Linked DNA regions of Gossypium hirsutum: region 2 is linked to region 1. Evidence: chromatin contacts called from public Hi-C data. All regions are on one chromosome and are shown on one strand. Each heading gives the region's core, a stretch centred on a gene start, on an enhancer-like site or on the middle of the called end of the contact. The rest is flanking DNA. Distances are from core to core; before and after follow the strand shown.

What was found. A called contact is a pair of places that touch in the nucleus more often than the background predicts.
Region 2: a Hi-C map of leaf shows a contact between it and region 1, with 1.8 times the contacts expected there. The contact joins the promoter of LOC107901175 here to the enhancer-like site in region 1. A contact is called at or near these places in 5 of 34 Hi-C or Micro-C datasets (callus, leaf, petal and 1 more).

The regions. Positions count from the first base shown.
Region 1 is chrD06:11,920,386-11,927,203 of Gossypium_hirsutum_v2.1, forward strand. LOC107901176 (golgin candidate 1) reads left to right here. Exons shown (of 22, transcript XR_005914690.1): 11 at 369-431; 12 at 538-636; 13 at 911-988; 14 at 1,109-1,177; 15 at 1,262-1,309; 16 at 1,397-1,492; 17 at 1,598-1,674; 18 at 2,567-2,612; 19 at 2,695-2,793; 20 at 2,879-2,923; 21 at 3,055-3,502; 22 at 4,209-4,451. Among protein-coding and RNA genes, the nearest start is that of LOC107901176, 11 kb to the left of the region's middle. Within about 2 kb of position 3,181, at least 2 of the 9 cell types and tissues checked have an H3K27ac peak or open chromatin away from gene starts, as enhancers often do.
Region 2 is chrD06:11,962,561-11,970,354 of Gossypium_hirsutum_v2.1, forward strand. It overlaps LOC107901175 (2-oxoglutarate-Fe(II) type oxidoreductase hxnY), which reads right to left and starts at 1,809. Exons shown (of 11, transcript XM_016827073.2): 1 at 1,549-1,809; 2 at 1,166-1,361; 3 at 931-1,029; 4 at 784-835; 5 at 559-680; 6 at 373-473; 7 at 227-285. The coding sequence starts at 1,659.

The sequences.
Region 1 (6,818 bases), core at 1,931-4,430:
ATCTCATTTTCTGCTTCATATTTACTAATATAGTAGTTTTATGTTGATTGTTGTCTCTAAGCTATCATTCATTGTTGCTGCACTTGTTTACAATTGCGCTATTTATGAGGATACTGCAATTAGTTCCACCATTATGGTGTCATAGCTTAGTTTAATTTATTTTCCATTAATTTTAAAAAAATAAAAAATAAAAAATCAACAGTCTGTCCTGTAGTTAATATGCCATTTAAAGTTTGGAGTTCAAAATACCGCTACTTTTTTAGCAAAGCTGGTGCCCTTTCCTTGTTCAGCACAGGTGTCCATTGATCATTTGGCCCTCTATATATTTCCAACAAGCATTGTAAATTGTTGCTTGTTTCGCTATCCAGAGGGTTGCAGATGAGAGGACAACAAAAGCTGCAGAGTTTGAGCAGAAGCTGGCACTTCTTGAGGTATATAAAACAAACTGATAACAATGCTTTATATGAAAGTTTACCTCTTTGACTGAGCAAAATATGAAGTGAAAAGCCTCTTAATATTTACCTGATATTATGTCAGGTTGAATGTGCATCTCTAAATCAAGAATTGCAAAATTTGGAAGCTCGAGCTCGTCGTGGACAAAAGAAGTCCCCAGAAGAGGCAAATCAAATGGTTCAGGTAGATATGTTGAGGATATAACTGTCTTAATTCTATCTTGGAAATGTCACTGGACCATTTCCATACAGCCAGAGCCTAGCATTAAAAAGCACCTACTTATGGGATATGCATAATGTTGTCTACTGGGACATGGATTCTATGTCATTAAGAACATTCTGAAGTTCAAAAGTTCAAAATCCATTTAACATCTACTTACAGGCATAATATGTGGCCTTTAGCTGTTGCATCAACTGTAGTAATTGAGAAAATGATGACTTAAAGATGGTTTTATTAGATGCAGGCATGGCAGGAGGAAGTAGAGCGTGCACGCAGAGGTCAAAGAGACGCTGAGAGCAAGCTCTCTTTGTTAGAGGCAAGTATCAAAAAAATGTTTTCCTCTTTTCTATATTGTAAAATTATAGTAAGATTATTCTGGTTTCTTTGCTGGCTGATTTTTGGATTTGTTTTCTTTGACCACTTTTCCTGTCTGCAGGCTGAACTGCAGAAAATGAGGGTTGAAATGGCTGCCATGAAGAGGGATGCTGAGCATTATTCTCGACAGGTAACAGTTCAAATTTATTCTTCTGTTTTTCTTACTTCAAACACATATATGGAGCCATTGTCATATGTTGTTGCCTACTCTCAGGAGCATATGGAGCTAGAGAAACGCTACCGTGAATTAACTGACCTTTTGGTAATAGAAACTGAGGTTTACTTTTTCACTTGTTCTTGTAAAACCTATTTGTTTGGGCTGACTTCTTGGGGATACACCATTATTCAGTACAACAAGCAAACGCAGTTAGAAACTATGGCTAGTGAAAAAGCTGCAGCCGAGTTCCAGTTGGAGAAGGAAATAAAGCGTCTTCAGGAAGCACAGGTTTAGTGATATCTCTGCTGCAGGACTGATTGTCTATGTCTTGTTAGAACTAATTATATTCAATATCATTGTTTTTTGCTTGTGATGTACTATTCCAATCAACAGGTTGAAGTAGAAAGAAGTAGAGTTCCTCGTCGGGCATCAATGTCCTGGGAGGAAGACACTGAAATCAAAGCACTTGAGTATGTTAAGCTTTTTGTTTTATTAGATTACAATCCTTAGATCCTTTATCTGCAAGTTTTAGCATCTTATTGAGAGTATTGGGATGTGATCTTTTTTAGCAAGTAAAAGAATATATGTTACCTTCCCTTTCAGACTGGTTTTCATTTGAGGAAACATGATTTGTTAAAATTGCTTATATTTGATTAATTTGAAGCTTATAAATTGTATGTTCTGCAGAACCATCAACTGTTGTAGGTGTTCTGTTGGGCTCAATTAGATCTCCTGATATGATTATTTACATACATCTTTCCTTTGGATGAAAGAATGAAATAGTATAGCTGATGTTAGCGCCATGTTTGGAATGAATTGGTTTCTTTGCAACTTAGACATTTACCTCCCAGTATTTAACATAGCCTATAAGGAAAGCATCATGGTGCACCCTTAAGTTCAATGAGATGAAAGTGTAATATTATGCAACCGTTATGACTAGAACTTCTAAATTCTCATTCTTTGGTAAGAAGGGAGAAAAGGGAAAAAAGAAAAGAAAAGAAATTCTTTCAGAGTGGAATCTGCAGGGCTGAATCATCCATTAACTGACCATATGCGCTCATTTTTGTTGATACCTTGGCTGTTGTTCTTGCATTGGTTTTTTTGGCTGTAGTGCCTTCAAATTAGAATACTCTGTGTAAATATTTAGGCTTTGACTCTTGTGATTGAGTTATTCATTTTGGCTTTAATATATGCTCTCCCTAGTACTGGTATGGAGTGTAAATAGATGTGAAGCGAAATTGAAAAGAGCTATTGCTACCTGTCCATCCTACATTCATATTGGCTCTCCTATCCCCTGCATGAATATATTTTTTTCCTCTTAATTTAATGACGAGGTTACTTTTGATATTTTCAAAATTGCAGGCCTCTTCCCTTGCATCACCGTCACATGGCTGTTGCAAGCATACAGGTATTCTCCCTCTTATATCCCGAAAACCAACTTATCATCCCCATTGTTTATTCTGACCCATGTTTCAACCTGCCTCATGCAGTTACAGAAGGTTGTGAAATTACTGGATTCAGTATCTGTTAGGGCCACAAGATTTCTTTGGCGATATCCAGCAGCTCGAATAATCTTGCTATGCTATCTTGTAAGAACAGTTTCACCTTCTCTTTGTAGAAATGTGTTATATATGGATTAAATTCTATAATAACAATGACAAAAATTATATGCAGGTATTTGTACATCTCTTCTTGATGTACTTGTTACATCGTCTTCAGGTATTGACTATCCGGCCTTTTGGAAAATTAACATATGAACAATTGATTGTTGGGATCCACTTATATTTCCAACTGTAAGTCAATATGCCTTATCACACATGCCTAATCATCGCATTAAATGTTGTTTATAGGAACAAGCGGACAATTTTGCTGCTAGGGAACTCGCGGAATCTATGGGTCTTAAAAACTCCAACTTACCCTAATTGGGGAATAAAATGCACCTTAGCTCCGACCAAGGGTTCTCCAACTATGTGGTTTACCATCTGCAAGGTTTGCTTATTCTTATTTTCTTTTGCAGGCATACATGGAATGATCCAAGAACACTTCGAGAATTAGGAAACTATAGAAGATGCACACACATCTAAAATCAGTCACTGGCATTTTTATATTGAGAACTACAACTAGCAAATTTAGATTTTGGTGTATTTCTGAAATCCAGATGCATCAAGCGGCCGCTAACTGCTAGCTGTTGATTTTCTGTCGACATACTACCAATTTTACATAAATTGGAAGTTCGTTTTGGAAATGGGGGTGGGAAAATCAGAAATGAGAAGCCAGCAAGCATGTTGTAGATCCAAAGTAAGTGGTTCGGCTGTGAATGATAATATTCTTTTGGTATACAGGTGACTTGGAAACGGTGACGTTTACTCGTTCTCTACATCATAAATGAATGTTTTTGAAGAGATATTGTATATAATATGGTATGATAACTAATATTAACATGGCTAATTAAATCTATGCATATATAATGTCACCTTCAGTTTACCTCATCGGTAATTGCTATAAAGAGTATATACGCAATACTATTTTTAAATCCTTCTACAAGTAGTCTCCTTTATTTATAGAAGTGTACCGTTGTAATTTGTAATCTGACCTTTATTTACAACTCAAATACTCATTTGGCCTCCTAAAACATATCCTAAATTGATTTTATGATATATTTTTTGTCTTAGCTTAATACTCAAGATTTTTTTTCTGGTATATATATATATTGATATTGTAGTAGTCTTAAAACAAGATGGCGTGATAGTCATTACTTGTGACTTGTGGCACCATCCTTTGAAAATAAAAAAATATTAAAAATATAAAAATTATAAAAAATAAAAAACTTTAAAATATTATATAAAATCTAAATCTAAATCTAAAATTAAAATTAAAATTAAAATTTTTATTAAATTTCACGCAATCTTCTAGAACAACCAAAATACCTAATATTTAAATAACTTACAATAAATTCTTCCACATTTATATTTTTAGTGATTCATCACCAAATCTCTTTTTCCAGATGATACCTCCTGCTCTTCAAAAGACATGAAGCAAATTTTGCCCAAGCCCTCATCATTGGAAGAGTTGCGATCACTCCAAGTAGCTACCATGGCTTTCTTTTTTCTCTTGCTTCTTCTTCAAAGGACAATCATACTTGTTGTGCCCCGACTTTTTGCAAATGTAGCAAACTATTTTCTTTCTTGAAGTCTCTTGCCTTTGTCCATTTTCATTAATCTTTTGAACTTCTTGACAAATATGATTATTTTTTCATTATCCTACTCCTCATCAGCATCATTGTTGCTTTCTTCTTGGATGGAGGACCATAAACCAAATTTATCATGCTCCAACTTCATCTCATAGGTGATGAGTGAACTTATGAGCTCATCTAAAGAAAGCTTATCCAAATCTTTGGATTCTTCAATAGTCGTCACTTTTGCTTCCCATTCTTTTGGTAGGCTATTGAGCAATTTCTTCATCATTTGTTTATTGGAATAAGCCTTCCCAAGTGCCTTCAAACCATTGATGATGTCGGTGAATCTATCGAACATTTATTTGATGCTCTCTCCCGACTTAATCTTGAAAAGCTCAAAGTCAAGTGTAAGAAAACTAATCTTGGATTCCTTGACTTGGTTTGTTCCTTCATGAATGGTGGCAAACTTGTTCCATATCTCTTTACACTTTGACATTAGGACACTCTCTTGTACTCATTAGGACTTAATGCACAAAAAAGAGTGCATGACCTTGGCATTTAATTGAGCCTTCTTCTTGTTATCATCTTCCCACTCATTTTCATCATTGGGCACCTTTAGATCACCATTTGAGATAATCCTCCACACATAAAAATCATTGGCTTGGATGAAAATTTTCATCCTTATCTTCCAATAAGAGTAGCTCTCTCCATTGAGGTAGGAAGCTCTCACAATGGATTGATCTTCACTTAATCTAGTTGAGCCGAAAGCTTGTGCCATCTTCAAACTCGGTACTTTTTCCTAGAGTCTCCTCCCCCGATGGTAAAACCTTTGATGGAGAGCTAACTCTAATACCAATTGTTACGCTTGAAAATACCAAGAGGGGGTGAATTGGTATCTTCAATATTTCTAAAAACTTTTCTAAATGAAAGAGAAAAAGAGTGGTTTGACTCCAATTCCCTACCTCCACTACCTTGGTATATCTCAACCAAGGATTTGCCAATTCACTATACTTGAATTGATACCTTTCAAGGAAAATGTATAACATTTACAATTCATCTCTTTTTCATAAGGTTGAGATAGAACCTTCCCCCTAGCTTTTGTGGCTAAATTATAACCCTCTAGCTTCTATAAGGCTCAACTATAACCTTCTATAAATCACTTTAAGGTTTTATACCTAAAAAACCTCAAGTAGCCTTTACAAGCAAAAATAAACGATGTAAACAAATGGAGACTTCTCAAAGGTGTGTGGTTACAAGTGTTAAGATCTCTCAAATAATGGAAATGAGAATGATAAAAAGATCTAACAATAAAGACCTAAGAGATATACAAGAGAAAATGAAGAAATAAAGAATTAGAGGTTTTTCTCTTGATTTTTAATCGCGCCATGGCGTACGAACGTCGAGTAGAGAATTAGCACAAAATATAATAATTTAAAAGCAACTTGATTGCAAGTGTGACAGGTCAGTTCTAATATTTATATGTGTTACAATAGAACACAAAGTATTCCAAGGATCGAACCCAAGGGATTGTCAAATTGGTAAATATGTTTACCAAATTAATTATGAGTTAAGCAATTACTAATCTAGTTGAGTCAGAAATTATTAGTAATACCAAATAAAATAATAGTTAAGCTAATTCTACATTAACAAATAAAAATACCAAACTAACTTTCTTCCTCTTTACTAGAAACAATGCAGATTGATTGAAATGATGGTCGCATGATTCATGGATTACTAACTAAGTTAACGAACCTATGATGATTATACTGTTTGCCACTCTTAGCTAGGAATCTCCTCTCGGTCTCATCCTAAACTAAAGGATACCACCTAAGCTCTCCTCTTGGTCTCACTTAGGCATATAGTTCTCCTTTTGGTTTCACTATTTGACACAAATGTATCAAAGTCCTACACGATAGTCTTTTCTCGATCTTATCTATCTAGATCTTCCACTAGAGGCATCAATTATAGTGCAATATGCAATTTAATATGCTTGAATAAACAATGAATCAATGCATAGATAATAACTTAGTTAAGTAACCTATTCATCAATCAACCAATAAAATGATTCAACACATGATTAAAATTAAATTCAACATAAGCATTTTAACAAACACATGGTGGACATAAAATATAAAAGTTAAGGGTTGAGAAAATGATCCTTAATAGATAAATATCCAATGAAGCATGAAAATTTAATCCATCTCCATCCACAAGGTTCCAGCAAAAATGAAGAAACAAAAATACTAGAATAAAAAAAAAGAAAAAGAAGAAAAGAAGAAAAGAGAAAAGAAAAAAAAAACCTAAACTAAGAAAATAAGAGAAAAAAAATTATCTAATGCCTAACCTAATTTTCTACACTAGCCTCCCACATAGTTGATATAAGTTGGTATTTATAGGCAAAAGGTATTTAACTTAACATTAACAATTATACCCTTAAAT
Region 2 (7,794 bases), core at 559-3,058, 41 kb after region 1:
CAAGGGAAGCAAGAATAGAACAATGCAAGGATAGAAATTTAAGAAGATATCACAAAAGAATAATGATAGCAAGCTCGGGGCAGTAAATAATTAGACAAAATTCACTAAAACTGAGATTGGATCCAAATGCATTCTCTACTAAAACCAAATTGCATATGCACAATATGGAAGCATGTGTACAATGTAACCTACAAGCTCAAATCTCTGCTAGCCATCAGTGACTTACCCTTTTATTGGTGTCACATACTCCCATATCTGAGGTTTTGCATCTTTATCCTTGCATATCTGCAGAAAAATCAAATAAACATTTGTTAACTAGTGAAATGTGAAGAAAACTGGCAATATAGTCACATGTTATAGCAACTTTCATACTTGTAGACCCATAACATCATCGGTTGCCAAAAGTGTAATAAATCCGAAGTCAGAATGGGCTCCAGCTCCATATATTCCTTTTGCGGGATCAGAAAATTGATCTGAACAGATTATGAAATTCATATAATGATTTATATCAATTGTGTATGACAATAAGATTAATAAAGATATCCTATGATCTTACACCTTCATAGTGTAGCAAGCGCAAGGTGGCAATAGGCTTCCCAAGCACCTCAGGCTTATCAAAGAAATCAACCTCTAGATCAAGTGCAAGCGCTATGATCCTTGAAACTGCCTTTCCCACCTCTCTAATAGCAAGAAGAAGAAATATAAATTCTTATCAGCCATTTTTCTTTGCACACATCATCATGAAACAAGCATAGATATGTAATCACATAACTTATAACTTACAATGCCTCATGATGGAATTTCTCCATAGTCTGCCTCCAACCAGGCAAAACACCTAACCAGTGCCAAAAGTGACCAAAGCAATTGGTGAAATATTCTTTTAAACAGGTCTTGCAAAATAACCAACCAATGAAAGTTGAAACATTTTACCATCTGCCGGCCAAACATTAGGCCCATTAAACGGCTTCTCGGATTCAGGATCATTTTCAGGCACGTCCACGCCTATGTAATACCCCTCTTTGTAGTCTCCTGCTACCCCAACAGGGGAAAAAAAGCTTGATACTATAGTTGCACGCAAACTATTGCACCAATGATGAATATGAAAAATAGAACATATGATGCAGTTATACAGAAATACAAACGCTAAAGAGAAAGAATTGCTGACCATGCACTTGATTGTCAGGGTCAAGAACCTCATCAAACATGGGAGTGTAGCCTCTATGTTTCTCATTCCTCAAAACTTTCAGTTTCTCGTTTAATGGCAAATAAAAAAACTTCTTGCTTTGAGCAAATACTTCATCCATAAATTCCTGGCTTATCCCATGATTTACAACATAGAAAAATCCACAATCCAAGCAAGCCTAAACCCACCACAAAAAAAAAAAAAAAAAACCAAACTTCTATTATGGGGTTGTCTGATAATCACCAAGGCATCAAACTATCAACTTCGAATCATCAAAACAGTTGAAAAGAAAACAGAAACCAGTAAATTCATATGACAAGTACAACAAAACACAGAAGCCAAAAAGATACAGAGGGGAACCAAACCTGCTTTAGTAAAGCAACGGATTCACCAATATCAGGATTAGACAGATCGATACAATTGATGGTTGAGACTTTGATAGGAGGTTCGGGTCCGCTTTGCTTCTGATTTGCCATTTTGCTTTCTCTTTTTGGCGCAGTTGGTGTTCTGCTTTTGTTAGTTTAATGGTCTCATAGTTTAGAAATTCGAGATGAGAATTTATAGGTTGAGAGACCAACGGCAACTTCTCGGTAATGTAAGTGGGACACGCGTTTTCTGGTTCACATAATTTAAGGTGGTAGGTTTTGTTTTACATTTCTATATTACTTATCTAATATTTTTCACCTCAATTTCTATTTTCTAAATAAAAGTGATTCTGACATTGGAAAACATGAGTTGAAGTACATTTCTTATAAAAATATAAAAATTTGAAAAATTATAAATTTCCATTTATTTTAATATTTTTTATATATTTTGATTTTATTATACATACTTTATTATATCTATCGATTGTATATATATTAGTAATGTTATTGGTTAAATTAGTGTCATAAGTTAACACAACGTCAATTCAAGATAGATGGTAACACCATCATAAATAATTGTATTCATTTAGTAATATATGTATTTATGTGTTTAAATTTAATATTTTTTCATTTTAATATCATACATATTTCATTTGTCATTATTAACTAGCTTCCAACCATGTAAAAATAAAACTTCTATATTCTAATAGAATTTTTAGATAATAATAAAAGGTTAATTGGTTTTAATAATTAAACTAGTAAGGCAGACATAACCAGATTAGACCGAATGATTAAATTGAAAATGTCTGATCCAACCATTTCATCAGTGACGAGTTTTGAACGGTTAAAAGAAATCGAAACAGAGAGTCAGGTAACTTAGCTAAAACCCTTCTAAACCGGTTTTAGAAGATGTTTTGGTTTTCTATTTTTTTCCCCCTTAATATTACCCCAAATCGTATCCCCAACCTGTCCAATTTTGTTTTATTTTTTAGCCAACCCATCCAATAATTATAATTAAAAAAAAATTAAAACTAAAAATCAATGGATTCAAACCTAGGTTCTTTTTTCCAAATCTATCCAAACTCCAGTATTTCATACGTTCGCTTCCGTTTGCTACCATTTGTTGGCATTTTCTTCAATCTTCATCATTGGTTGGCTTCTACAAGATCTCTTAGTTAGGGTGTTCAAACTTCGGTTAAAATCTAATTAATTCGTTAAATTGATTTAATTCGATTAACCGATCTAGTTCGGTTGGAGGTTAGTTAAAGGTTTTTTAGAATTTTGATTAATGGTTAATTCAATTCGAAATCAAGTAATTAACCGAACTTAATAAATAATATTATATATTATTATGTATTAAGTAATTACTAATTTAATTAATTCGGTCAAATGAACATTATTAATTTATTTTTTTATATGTTTTATACTTGTTTTAATAAATATATATATATATAAATTTCGGTTAATTCACCGACCGAAATAATCGAAATATTTCGGTTCAGTTAATAATTAAAAAATTAAAAATTTTAATTAATTTAATTAATATTAATTTAATTCAATTAACCGTTTTAACACCCCTAATATTAACTTAATCCTTCGATAGAATTGAGCATGGACTAATGTCCTCGAAGATGTAGAGAAAACGGACTAGCCAATAAGGAGCAATAGTCAGATCCAACCACAAGGCCAAACAACCTTAGGTAAGCACCATAGACATCTATAAATACTAATATTATGATGTTGATCAGGTATGACCATACACTTAATCTTACACCATTTCACTCTTTTCATCAAGAATTGACTTAAGCATAAAAAAAATACTCCAACGTACAAACTTTATGACCTTTAATTTATTTCCTGCATTGCAAATAATCTGGAATGTTAACATCACTTGTCACAATTTGATCTAGACAATTGACATCAAGGATGGATTCAGAATTTTATTTTAAGGGGGTGAAAATTTTAAATCTAAACGATTTTTTTAACGTAAAAAGTGTCAATTCTTCTCGGAATCTTTGTTTTATTAAACAAATCAATTTAATGTTTTTTTTTAAATTATGAACGATTTAACTGTAAAAAAATTAAAAGAAAAAATCATACTATATAGAATTAAATATTTCTTTCCAATATGCAAGAAAGAATAACTGATATCATACTAAAATTTTCATAAATACCATTATAATTCCAAAAATTAAATTTAAAAAACTTGGCCTTAGTCCTATTTATCAATACTAGGCATCTTAAATTGCACCCTCCGTTTTTCATAAGATCAAACTCATCAATGATAGAACCTGTTGAAAATTCTCAATCTATCTCTTTTTCGATGTATGCAACCAAGCAAGCTGAAAAAAAAAATCATCCTCCATTCTGTTGCGAAACATTGTCTTCACAATTTTTATGGCTGAAAATGTTTGTTCGGTTATTGCAATAGACACGAGAAGAGGATAAATACTTGAATCATTTGTCTTAGCTAGCACTTGACACAACTTGACAATCGTAGAAGCTTTCTGCAACTCTATGCTTTGATGAGCATCAAGTTAAAAATACTCCAATTGAATCTTCATGTGTAGCTTTTCTTGCTCCGTAAAATCGTCCGGATAAAAATCATTCATAAGCTTGCAAATATCTTCCACCCGAAAAGCTTTGTAATTATCACGTGGATCCAAAGCAGAGTTAAGAACAAGTAACTCCACTACCTCATCATTAAAGCGAGAATTCATTTCTGTTAGCAAGGAATCGATACCAATAATGAATATATCAAATCGATAGTGATGCTCAATTGTGAGGTTAGCCCTCTGGATGCGAGACCGACCTCGACTGGTTTTGTATGAAGCACTTAAATTGGGGACTTTTATCTCATGATCTTTACAATATAACTTCACTTTCTCAATCACATATGGGCTAAAGAAACACCACACACAGCCGTGTGGCCCAACACGTACCTTTACATGACCGTGTCCCCCTTTTTAACCCAAAAACTCCAATTTTGTTTTTCTTTTTCTTTTTACCTTGACTTCTTCCTCCTAACCCTCCAAAAAAGAAAAACCCTAGCTATCGCTCCCATAGCCCTCCGGTGCTGCCAACCCCCATTCGATCCTATGTCCCTCACCGCACCATCGCTCCCCACCTCCGAATGCCCCCTTGCCACGACTCGCCCCTTCCCCCTCCTTTTCAATCAAAACTAAATAATTATTGGTCAAGAAACTATAATTAAGTTTAAAAAATTTTAACATGAAATTAAATAATTTTATTAAAAATATCATCTCCCAAAAACAATTAAAATATTCAACTTCCTCAAAACAATAAAAGTAAATTTAAATTTAAAAATACGTACAAATAATATTACAAAAACATTTTAATGTACTTCAATCTATCATCTTTGCCATCATCTTCAATCAATAGAGATTCTTGTTTGCTAACTTGTTTAATATCTAATGCACTTAGGGTCTGTTTGATTGCCAGTAAAATATTTTCCGTAAAATGATTTCTAGAAAATGTTTTACTTTTCTATAAAATGATTTACTGGAAAATATTTTCTGGTGTTTGATTGAACCTGTGTAAAATATTTTCTGCTGCTTGGCAGATTTTTTGAAAATATTTTTCGGAAAAGTTGTTTTTACATATATTAATATATATTAATAAATTTTTATATTTTAAATTATTTTTACTTATATTGCAATGATTTATTTATAATAATACTCAATTATTAAGCTACAATATTAATCGTTATAAATTGAAAAAAACTAATATCAAATAAATTATTTGTAATTATGTTAAAAAAACAAGTATTGAATAATTAAAAAAACAAGTTACTGGAAAATCGATAAACAGAAGCAGTTTTCTACCGGAAATGAAGGAAGGAATGAAGGAGGTGATAGAGAGGAGAGCACGGAAAATGTCTTACGGAAATTGAAAGGGTAAGACATTTTCCCTAAAATGTAACCCATTTTCCCTTGTTTTGGAGTTCATTTTCCAAATGGAAAATGTTTTCCGCCAATCAAACGCTGGAAAAGTTGGAAATGATTTTCCGGAAAATCAATTTCGTCAATCAAACAGACCCTTAATTGCATTTACATTACGTTTCATTGGGGTAAGTGGAATAAGGTTGTAATAGAATAGAGCAGTAATGAGTAATCTATTTGTTTGGTTTAATGGAATAGAATAAAGCTATAATAGTATTCTTATATTTGGTTGAATGGAATAGATGTTATAATAGCATAAGTAAAAAGACTTAAATGACCAAAGTACCCTTAGTAGAATTTTTTTAGATAAATGATTTTTGTTGTTGTTATTAAATTTTAATAAGATTATTAAATATAATTTAATATAAATAATAAAAATAATTTAATCATATTTTAACATAATTATTATTAAATACAATTTAATAACATAATATATAATTTAATAACATTCTTAATATAATTATTAATAAAATATTAATAAAAATCATAATATATAATATTATAAAAATAATATATAACCTACTTTATTTATTTTAAATTGCAATGCATATTTAATGTGTTAAAATATCATTAGCGAAACAAATAATTTAATTATCTTCTAAACTAAAAAGCAAACTATTAGAAGTAATAAATAGCTTAAAAATTATATTTTACATCTAAACATAATGTTCATACATTAACAAAAGGTTACATATATTCAAATCATTATTGCAAGACCAATTCTTTTACACCTCTCACTTTGTACTATTAAAGGCAAATAAGTCATTACTACAAGATATTAAAGTGTTACATATCTTCAAATCATAGTAAAACGGTTATGTTTCTTCAACACTAATCTCAATAACATTAAAACAAAATCAAAGAATTTAATTGCAAAAGAATTTGCAGTGATTCAGTGACTAAATGAATGGTTTAGCTATGGATAGAGGAAGCATTCAAACAAGCCAAAGAAGAAGATGAAACAATAACACACTGTCAATGAAAGATAAACAATACATATTAAGGATCTTTGCAAAGCACAAAATAGAAATTACAAATATCTTAGCAAATAAAAAACCTAAAATTAATTTCTTTATCAAATTTCATTCAACAAAATTAACTCTTTTTTTAGCAAATAATAATGTCTTGACCAAAAGTTATAGTTGTTTTAAAAATGATATTTAAAGATAACTAATTACTTTAAAACATTTCATGGCAACCAACATGGGATTAAAACTTAGAAATCACATATACATTCATATAGACACGTAGGTACCATATACATATAGCATCCAGTTCCATGAAGCCCCAATGCACAATAGAAGTAAAGTAGAAGCTAGAAGACTACATTTTCAAAAGACAATCAAATTAATGGCAATCCTCTTTTGTGAAAGCCATTGATAAACCTAAAATGAGAGCTACTTGGTAGAATGAATTTTGGATTGTAAAGCAATACACAGCAGATGTAAAGTAGAAGCTAGATGACCGCATTTTCAAAATTATGAATCTCAACATGGGAAAACGTTCTAGGGTCTAAACATGCAAGTGTCACAGCAATGCCATTGGGGTGCTGCCCTGGTGTATAGAATGAAGTTTTTCCACAAAACTTATAGAATGTATATTTTGCGGTGTGAGTTCCAAAAGAGTATATAATAATGAACTGCTCCAAATCACCCAAAAGCTCGAACCTTTGATACAGGACAACGAAGTGAACGTTCCCTCTCATGGAGTAGTCAGAATAATTGAATTTCCATTTCCAAGCAATAACACTAGTAGGTGCTTGGGCTTTCCATCTTACTTTCTTATAGTGGCAACTGCCATTGTGCAGTACTAATTTGGTTCCACGCCGACAACAACTAGGACAAGTGCAAAGTTTATCCTAATGTAGCACCCCTAGCCTGCTTCCATCGTCGGATTGGGTCACGGAGTATTACAATAACATTCTAAACATTTAACAGTTCATATGATAATTATTCAATCATGATTACAATTAATCAATCTCATTCCATTCATGAGCTAATATACATATACGGACCTAAAAACGAGTCTCTAAGGCCCTAAGAATATATTGGAAAATTTAGGAAAAATTGAAAAAAAAAATTTGGAACAGGGGACACATATCCGTGTGACTTTTTAAATTGGGGCACACGCCCGTATGTGTTGCCCGTGTACGACACACGGTCGTGTGACAGACCGTGTCTCAGGCTGTGTGCACCTAAATGTACCTTAAAACTCAAGTTTACTAAATTGTGGTTTCTTGGACACTAAACAACCGATTCATCAATAATATAACCTAATCAAAACA